2 separate regions of the Mus musculus genome follow, and region 1 is linked to region 2. The links are chromatin contacts, called in public HiCAR-type maps. All regions are on one chromosome and are shown on one strand. The core of a region is the stretch at or near the end of the contact, and the rest is flanking DNA. Distances in the headings are between cores, read along the strand shown.

Region 1 (3,666 bases), core at 455-2,954, 130 kb before region 2:
GGGCTGGTAAACTGATTTTCTTCTAACAAGGAAGGTACACTCAGACCTGCTAACTCTGTCTCTGAATCCTAGGAAGCCAGTTAAAATGTTTGGAGGCCAGCATTGTCTTAGTTACAGTTTTACTGCTGTGAACAGACACCAGGACCAAGGCAACTCTTAGAAGGACAACATTTAATTGGGGTTGGCTTACAGGTTCAGAGGTTCAGTCCATTATCATCAAGGTGGGAGCATGGCAGTGTCCAGGCAGACATGGTGCAGGAGGAGCTGAGAGTTCTACATCTTCATCTGAAGGCTCTTAGCAGAATACTGGCTTCCAGTCAGCTAGGATGAGGATATTAAAGCCCACATCACAGTGGCACACCCACTCCAACAAGGCCACACCTTCTAATAGTGCCACTCCCTGGGCCAAGCATATACAAACCAGCACAAGAGCTCTGTAAACAGCTAACCCCATACTATTAACCTAAGCTTGACAGCATCACCTCACTCTGGGTGCAACTTGATCAGGTGCCTGAAGGAGAGACATCTTTAAGGAAATTTTAAAAGTTACCTCTCTACCTGGAGACAGACAGACCTGTTTCCTGTGTCTTCTACAACACAGGAAGTAAGAAAGGCCAACTATTGCTTAAAACTAAAATCGATTACATTTCCTCTCTCCCTCCCTCTCCCTCTCCATCCCCACCCCCTCCCGCTTGCCCTCTGTTTTCCAAGAGACTTCAACCTGATTATATAGTTCCTCTGAGCTGAGACTGAAATTCCTTCAGCTGGTTTCTTTATTTTGCTAACTGGGGCCTGCTATAGATGCTTTTTTCTCCTTTATCCACGGATAACTAACTAACGTGTCTGTTTAAAGAAAAGAATATAGCCCATATTTCATCGGTGGAATAGGTGAACCCCACAGGGACTCATGTCTGATCTGAGCTGGGGCATAAAAGCAGCCGTGTTGCTTGCTGCCATCTTGGCTGGTGACTTTGTTAAGATGGAGGCAGCCATGTTACTTTGCCACCATCTTGGTTAATGTGAATCACATGACACAAAGCAAAATGGCAGCACCCATAATTCTACTAGGCTCTCTGGTTATAGCTACATCTTTTCTTTTCTTTATTAGATTGAGACATCACTAGATCTCCCAGATTTTTTATTATTATTATTTTCCTTAATGCTCTGTTTTGTTTTAATTTGAGCCTTTCAGTTAGGGTAGCAAGGATTAACAACAACAGTAACAACAACAATAACAATATAGCCTAATATTCTCTTCTGAGTTCTTCAAATGTCCTTTTGTTCTACTTTGTTTCTTGTGGTTATTATCCTAGATTAAAAGGACTAAAACCCAATTTACGTATTTTAATTTGTTAAAAAAATACCCTCCTAATTTATATAATATTATTTAAATTTTAAAAAGTTTGGAGTGGTTAAAATATTTAATTCCTATCTGAAATAATTATATATTTATAATTTACAAAATGGACAAGGGATCACAGAGACCCTAAGGCAGAGTGGCTGATACTCTTTTGCTCAGGTTACTATTTGAGATACTGAGGTCCTACTGTCCTGCTGCAGACTGTAAGGGCTGCTCAAGTTTACCACAAGAAAGCAGTTCATTATTTAGATCTGGGGATAGGGGGGTGGGCTCTATCTCTCAGAATCTACAGCCTCTTGACCTTGACCCCTCTGTCCTAGAGAGGGGGTTAGGAATCAACTAGCAAGCTCTCCACCCCAGTCTGACCTGAGGAGAAGATTTGGAGGGAGCTCAGGTTTGCCTTTCAATGACACACCAGGGATGCAAGTGAAAACTGGTGGGGACTGGAATTACAGGCACAGGGAAGAGCAAACCAGTCCTGGGGTGTTTGGGTTTTGCCAACCACCCCTTGGGGCTTGGAGTCACTCCCTCCAGATGCTGGGTTGAGAGCCTAGAGGAGGATTAGATGAACCCGTCAGTCACTCCCAATCTTGTTTTCGCTTTACAGATTCTTTCAAGTTCCTCCCTGGCTCATCTCCTGGACAACTGGAGCAAGTTAGACCCTCCAGTGCTTAGGAAGAGAGGGTTAATCTCTGTCTCAACCCCATCATAAATATCTTCTAGGAGAAAAGGTGACCCCTCGGAGAAACTCTTAATTATAAATACCACCCTCCAATTAGAGTTATTCTGTAAATGAGAGTAAGGCCCCATGCCTAATTTTTCTTTTTACTGTGGGATCATCCAAATCCTACTAACTGCTTACCAGCTGTAGTAGCTTTTGGTGTGTTGATCCAAATTTATTTTAAAGGTGTTTGATTTCTGCTCAGGCATCACTTAACCATTATAGATTAAGTAAAAAGCAATAAGGTGGTGCAGCTGACCCTCTGGGTGACCAATAACCATATTTGGAGGCTTTTGCTGATATGGTCAGAGGAATTAAAGGGGAGACTATTTCCCCCTTGTCCCAGAGAACTGTGGGGCATCTCTGAATGTCCTGTAAACTGTGGGAAGTCACCTGTTCTCTTGTTCAGGGAGGCCATGGTGACAACACTGAGTGTGCTCTAATCAGTCTTCAATGTGTATTCCTCAATAAAAAGGAATTTCTCCACACTTCCAAATACAGTAGTAATCGAGCAAAACTTTGATTTGTCTTCAAATCAAGATGGGTTAAGTGGAAAAAGAAGCTGCAGGAGTCAGAGAAGTTCCTCCCAAGTCCACATTACCTCCAAGGCCCAGATCACCAACTATCCTTGACAGCAAAAAAATAAAATTAAATTAAAAAGTTATTAATTTTGACACCTACATGGTCTTCAATGCCCCAAAGGAAAGTGTAACCTTGATTAATATAGGTAACATCATTGTTTCTTTAACAGTCCTCAGAGGTTGTGATGAACCAGATGATATGTGACTTGAACAACTATTTGCCACTAATCTCTTTTCCAGATAACACTGTTTCTAGAAGAGCTTTGCTTACAACTGGGCCGTAACACGATGACCTATGTACTAACCAATCATGTTCCCCAATTAAAGGAGACTGCCAGATACCCTGTTGTCTGACTTATATAATGTCAGTGTATAGGTGTGACTTCAACAAATGAAACATTGTTTTTATTTGGTTTTGCCTCATGTTGTCTACCTCCATGGACATTACAGCTGGTACAGGGCAGAGGCATCTTCTAATGGGAAGATATTGCCAATAGGCCTTCTAGGAGGTCCTGATAAAATGTTTCTGGTTACAAAATGGTGCTTTACTTTATTAAACAAAATGCCATGATATCAAAACATTTTCCTCATTAACTTTGTCTCTTAATGTTCCCCTCGAGGTTATAAGAGAAGAAACCCAATGGCTAGCTTCTAAACTTAAATTGGCAGAAAAAAAGGCCCCTTAAACTCTTAAATCAGACTAATGGCCTATTCCATGATGTAGACCTTATGGTAGACAACAGCAACAAAGAGACTGTCGGGCTCATAGATAACTATGACAAAGTCTTATGCGGTATAGAGGACACTCCACTTATATGACAAGCTTCAGAGATACTCAGCCATCGGATGTTAGACCTAATGGATGTCTACTGATCTGACTGATCACCATTTCTTAAGTTTTATCATGGACCCATAGATAGATCTTCCTCTGAGGCATGTAAACTGCTGCCCCGTCCACCATTGTCCACCCTTTGTCAGTTCAAAGCAGCTCAAAGCAGTAATTC
Region 2 (3,633 bases), core at 528-3,027:
AGTTAGATAGTCTTTGGCTTTTGGAGAGAGCTTTGTCAGCACAGAAGGGAAATTTTCATTTATTCTATACATGCTTATTTATACACTGACTAAATGTATCATCAGCATTATTGGTAGATAGCTAATAGCATGATTCCTTATGACTTTTTCTGACATCTTTGCTATTATTTTACCATCCTTTCTCTTGCTTTTCTATTTGTCTCTTTCTCTGCTTACTAAATAGAATCCCTTCATAAAATGTCTTATCTGGCTGTAGACAGAATTTCCCTTGCAAACTTATCAGCTTTCTTCCTCTCTGAATTCTACATCCTCATTAATCCTTTCTTGGCCATTTTGAAACCTGCATATTTGTATATTATTCTGTGAAGTATAACATATGATCTGACAGTTAATATTAGTAATTGCGATTAGAAGAAAAGAATCTCGCTTCCCAACAACCATGAAAAGAAGACCCGATTACTTGACAAATTGCAACCAGTGAAACTGACCTGATATCGTTCAACATTCTGATATTGTGGAAAGACATAGCATGTCTGTGTTTTTTACGTAGTGAACTCACAACTCACCCTCAGAGGTGAAGGCAATAGGCCCAAGGACAATGGAATATGGAAGTGGTTCTGTCTGAGTTAAGTTTTTCCCTTTGGGGATTTGTGGTAGCTGCTTCCTTTGGATTAGATATGACCTTTATCCTCTAGAGTCAGATCTGTGATCACTGTCATGATATGGCTATGAGATCTAGCCTACTAATGCTCCCTGGTTGAGGGGCAGAGCTCTCTAGAGGCTCAGGAGATCCTGAAGAAGGCTCTTCCTTCCTTAAAGAAGGAAACAAGTTAGCAAACAGCTAACTGGAAGGGATATGGTGATGTCCTTAAGCTGCCGAGGGGACTTCCCCCACAGTGAACTTGCCTTTGAGTCATCTTCATTTCTCAACTAACCCTGGTAAACTCACTGGTCCACAGACTAGTGGGATTATCGGCCAGCACCCCACCCCACCCTGAAAACAGATGTTTCTTTAAATCTCCTCAGAAAAAGTCTTTGGGGAAAAGGCTACTCCTTGGCCTGGGGTAAGGGGCTATTGATGCAAAACACTCAAACATTGCAAAGGGAATGAGACATAGTTTATTCTGAGACAAATATGAATGCTTGTGGCTTGCAAACACTATTTCGGGTTGCCCTAAGTGACAAGTAGAAGTTACACATATTTATGTTAGTCACAGAATAGAAAGCTGTACATTTATTCACCTTCTATTATATTGGTAAGGCACTAGGAAACCTTTGTTATCATTCCAGATGCTATCTGATCACATGTTTAGCTTCCTGTTGATGGAAGCTAACAGTTTTCTAGGTTAACACATTCCAAGTTTTTTTTTTTTTTTTTTTTCTGGTGGTCTAAAGAGTTTTAGGTCAGATATAGGGGTAGGTAAATGCCTATAAAAGAGCCAGATATATTTCTGGCTCTGGACCTGCAACATTCCAACTCTACCCAATTATGAAGTTCTTATTAAACCCCCAGAGTCCTAAACAAAGATACAACTTTTTCAGGAACTCAGTCCACAGTGGTGGTAGCTCCCTGGTCCCGAATTCCCGAATTCTGGGCAGTAGAAAAATCATGTCCTTCCTTCTGATGGACCGTCTCACAGTCTCTCAGCTACATTTCATGACTGAAACAGAGGGTTGGTTTTGACTAAGGAGTTACTAGGGATACACACTTAACTGCCCAAGCACTCCAGTGCTAATGGCATTGGGCTTGCTGCAAGGGGTTCCCCTCATCACACTGTCCCTAGCAGCCTGAGCTGCAGTGAACATGTTGGCAGGCATGAGGGACATGCACTTGGGGACATATATTTCTAAGAAATGACTGTGTGCTGAGTTGTGATGTTCCAGGATCCCTGGTAGCATGGTACATACTAGAAGATGTGTGTGCCACGCTTGCAGGGGACCAAAAATCTCGTGTTTATTACACACAAAAAGCCATGCCCCCTGACAGGTTGCAAATAAGGCTCTCTCCATTTCTGATTCTCCTGGTTGCTCCCCCTTCTGCCTGCCCCCATCCTGTTCACCGGAATCTCCCGGTGGGTGTATGGTAGCATTATCATACTATGCTCATGCGCAACACACGCACACGCACACAGGGAGATAAAAGGGAGGACGACTCTGCTATGCCATGGGGGCTTAAGAAACAGCAACAAGGGAAGCTGGCCGATCCTGGCTCATTATCCTCTGAGGACAGGGCCAGTGGGTGGTGCTGATGGAGTTAGATGGCTGCTTATATAAAGAAGTCATTTGAGAGATTTCTAGGGTAACTGGGGTGAAAAATTACAAACACCGTCTATTTAGAGCATAAACGCCTGCTGCTTAGTTACAGGCAAAGAGCGGGTCTCCAAGACGCTCCGAGGGAGAAACAAAAAGAGAAAAAAAACAAAACAAACAAGGGAGTCACGTGTCCAGCAGAAGGAGGCGGAGCCTGGCACAGCCCCAGGTCTTGGCCTTTTGTCATGCAAATGTGAGGCCGGCGCTTCCAGGTTTTCACCTGAGGCTCCTGCCCCGCTTTAACTGAGTATCCTTGGTAACTCCAGGAATGCTACTGACTTGCCTCATTAACACACCTGGCACAGCAGTCTGCTGTGACCATCTGCTCAGCACACTCTGAAATCCGTTTTAAAATATCGTAGCAGAGGGCCCCAAACATGGTGGCTCCTTGCTGGTTCCCTCACCCATGGCCTGTGTCTGCAGGGCTCTCTACTGCTGTCTCCCCCCGAACCCCCCCCCCCCCCCACTGCCATTTCTAGTCTTACTGTGCGCTTCGAATCACTAGCCAATCTTCCGCAGAGTTTCAACGTTGTTTTGCAGCGTGCAGTCTTGTACTGGGAAGCTAAAATGCTTGGAGTAACAATAAGACGCACCCACCCCCACTCCTCGACTTTGGCAAAATTACAGCCTTCGCTTATGCTGGGACCTCTGCAGGACAAAGCTGGCTCATCTCCCTGCTCACAGAGGTTTCTGTGGCCACCTGGTCACCGCAACACACTCAAGGATTAGCTTTCTTTGACTTCTCTCTGAGCTTTCGGTTGGTTGTGGTGCGTGCTCTGGACCTTCGATATTTGCCGCGTTCCTGGCCTCAGCACTATACCGCAGTTGCAGCCAAAGGAGTTTTTCCACCACATAGAAGCAGTGATGGGAAAATCCACGTGACTTGCAGGGCCCCCGAACTAAAATGAGATACAGGCCTTGTGCTGGGTTAGGACTCGGAAACCTGCGAGGGCTGGGGATCAAGCAGGTTCCTTCTGCAAGAGCCTTAGGGAAGTCAGGTGACCTTTAACCCCTTCCGAGTCAGAGGTCGTTCCCAGATCTCATCACAATAAAAATTAGAATGAGCAGGAAAGGTCACATTTCCCATTCTCAAGGACATACAGAGCCTGGGGTGATATGGGGGTGATCTCTGACCTTTGACCTTCATGCTACTTTGTGGTGGCCCCAGAACAAGACTCTTGTTCATATGTAAATCCATTCCGTGAAACAGGTTTGCACGTCTGTCTGGAGCCTTTCTCACCCCTCCCAGCCCAGAAAAGCCTCAATCTTGGACAAGCTATGGCAGAGAGGAGGGCCTCTCCGGCTGCTGAACTTCTGAGGCTC

The links. HiCAR-type assays count read pairs that join an accessible place to other places.
Region 1: a contact with region 2 is called in a HiCAR-type map of embryonic stem cells, with 4 times the contacts expected there. The contact joins two enhancer-like sites. A contact is called at or near these places in 4 of 484 Hi-C or Micro-C datasets (bone marrow-derived macrophages, cerebral cortex, hematopoietic stem and progenitor cells and 1 more) and 7 of 115 datasets of contacts at active chromatin or transcription factors (astrocytes, embryonic basal ganglia, embryonic stem cells and 2 more).

The regions. Positions count from the first base shown.
Region 1 is chr17:15,336,184-15,339,849 of GRCm38.p6, reverse strand. No RefSeq gene overlaps it. Among named protein-coding and RNA genes, the nearest start is that of Gm10510, 16 kb to the left of the region's middle. Within about 2 kb of position 1,704, at least 3 of the 459 cell types and tissues checked have an H3K27ac peak or open chromatin away from gene starts, as enhancers often do. A contact at or near this core is called in embryonic stem cells, where this site is marked.
Region 2 is chr17:15,207,140-15,210,772 of GRCm38.p6, reverse strand. Gm35502 (a long non-coding RNA gene) reads right to left here. Exons shown (of 3, transcript XR_385429.3): 3 at 1,107-3,633. Among named protein-coding and RNA genes, the nearest start is that of Gm35502, 14 kb to the right of the region's middle. Within about 2 kb of position 1,777, at least 103 of the 459 cell types and tissues checked have an H3K27ac peak or open chromatin away from gene starts, as enhancers often do. A contact at or near this core is called in embryonic stem cells, where this site is marked.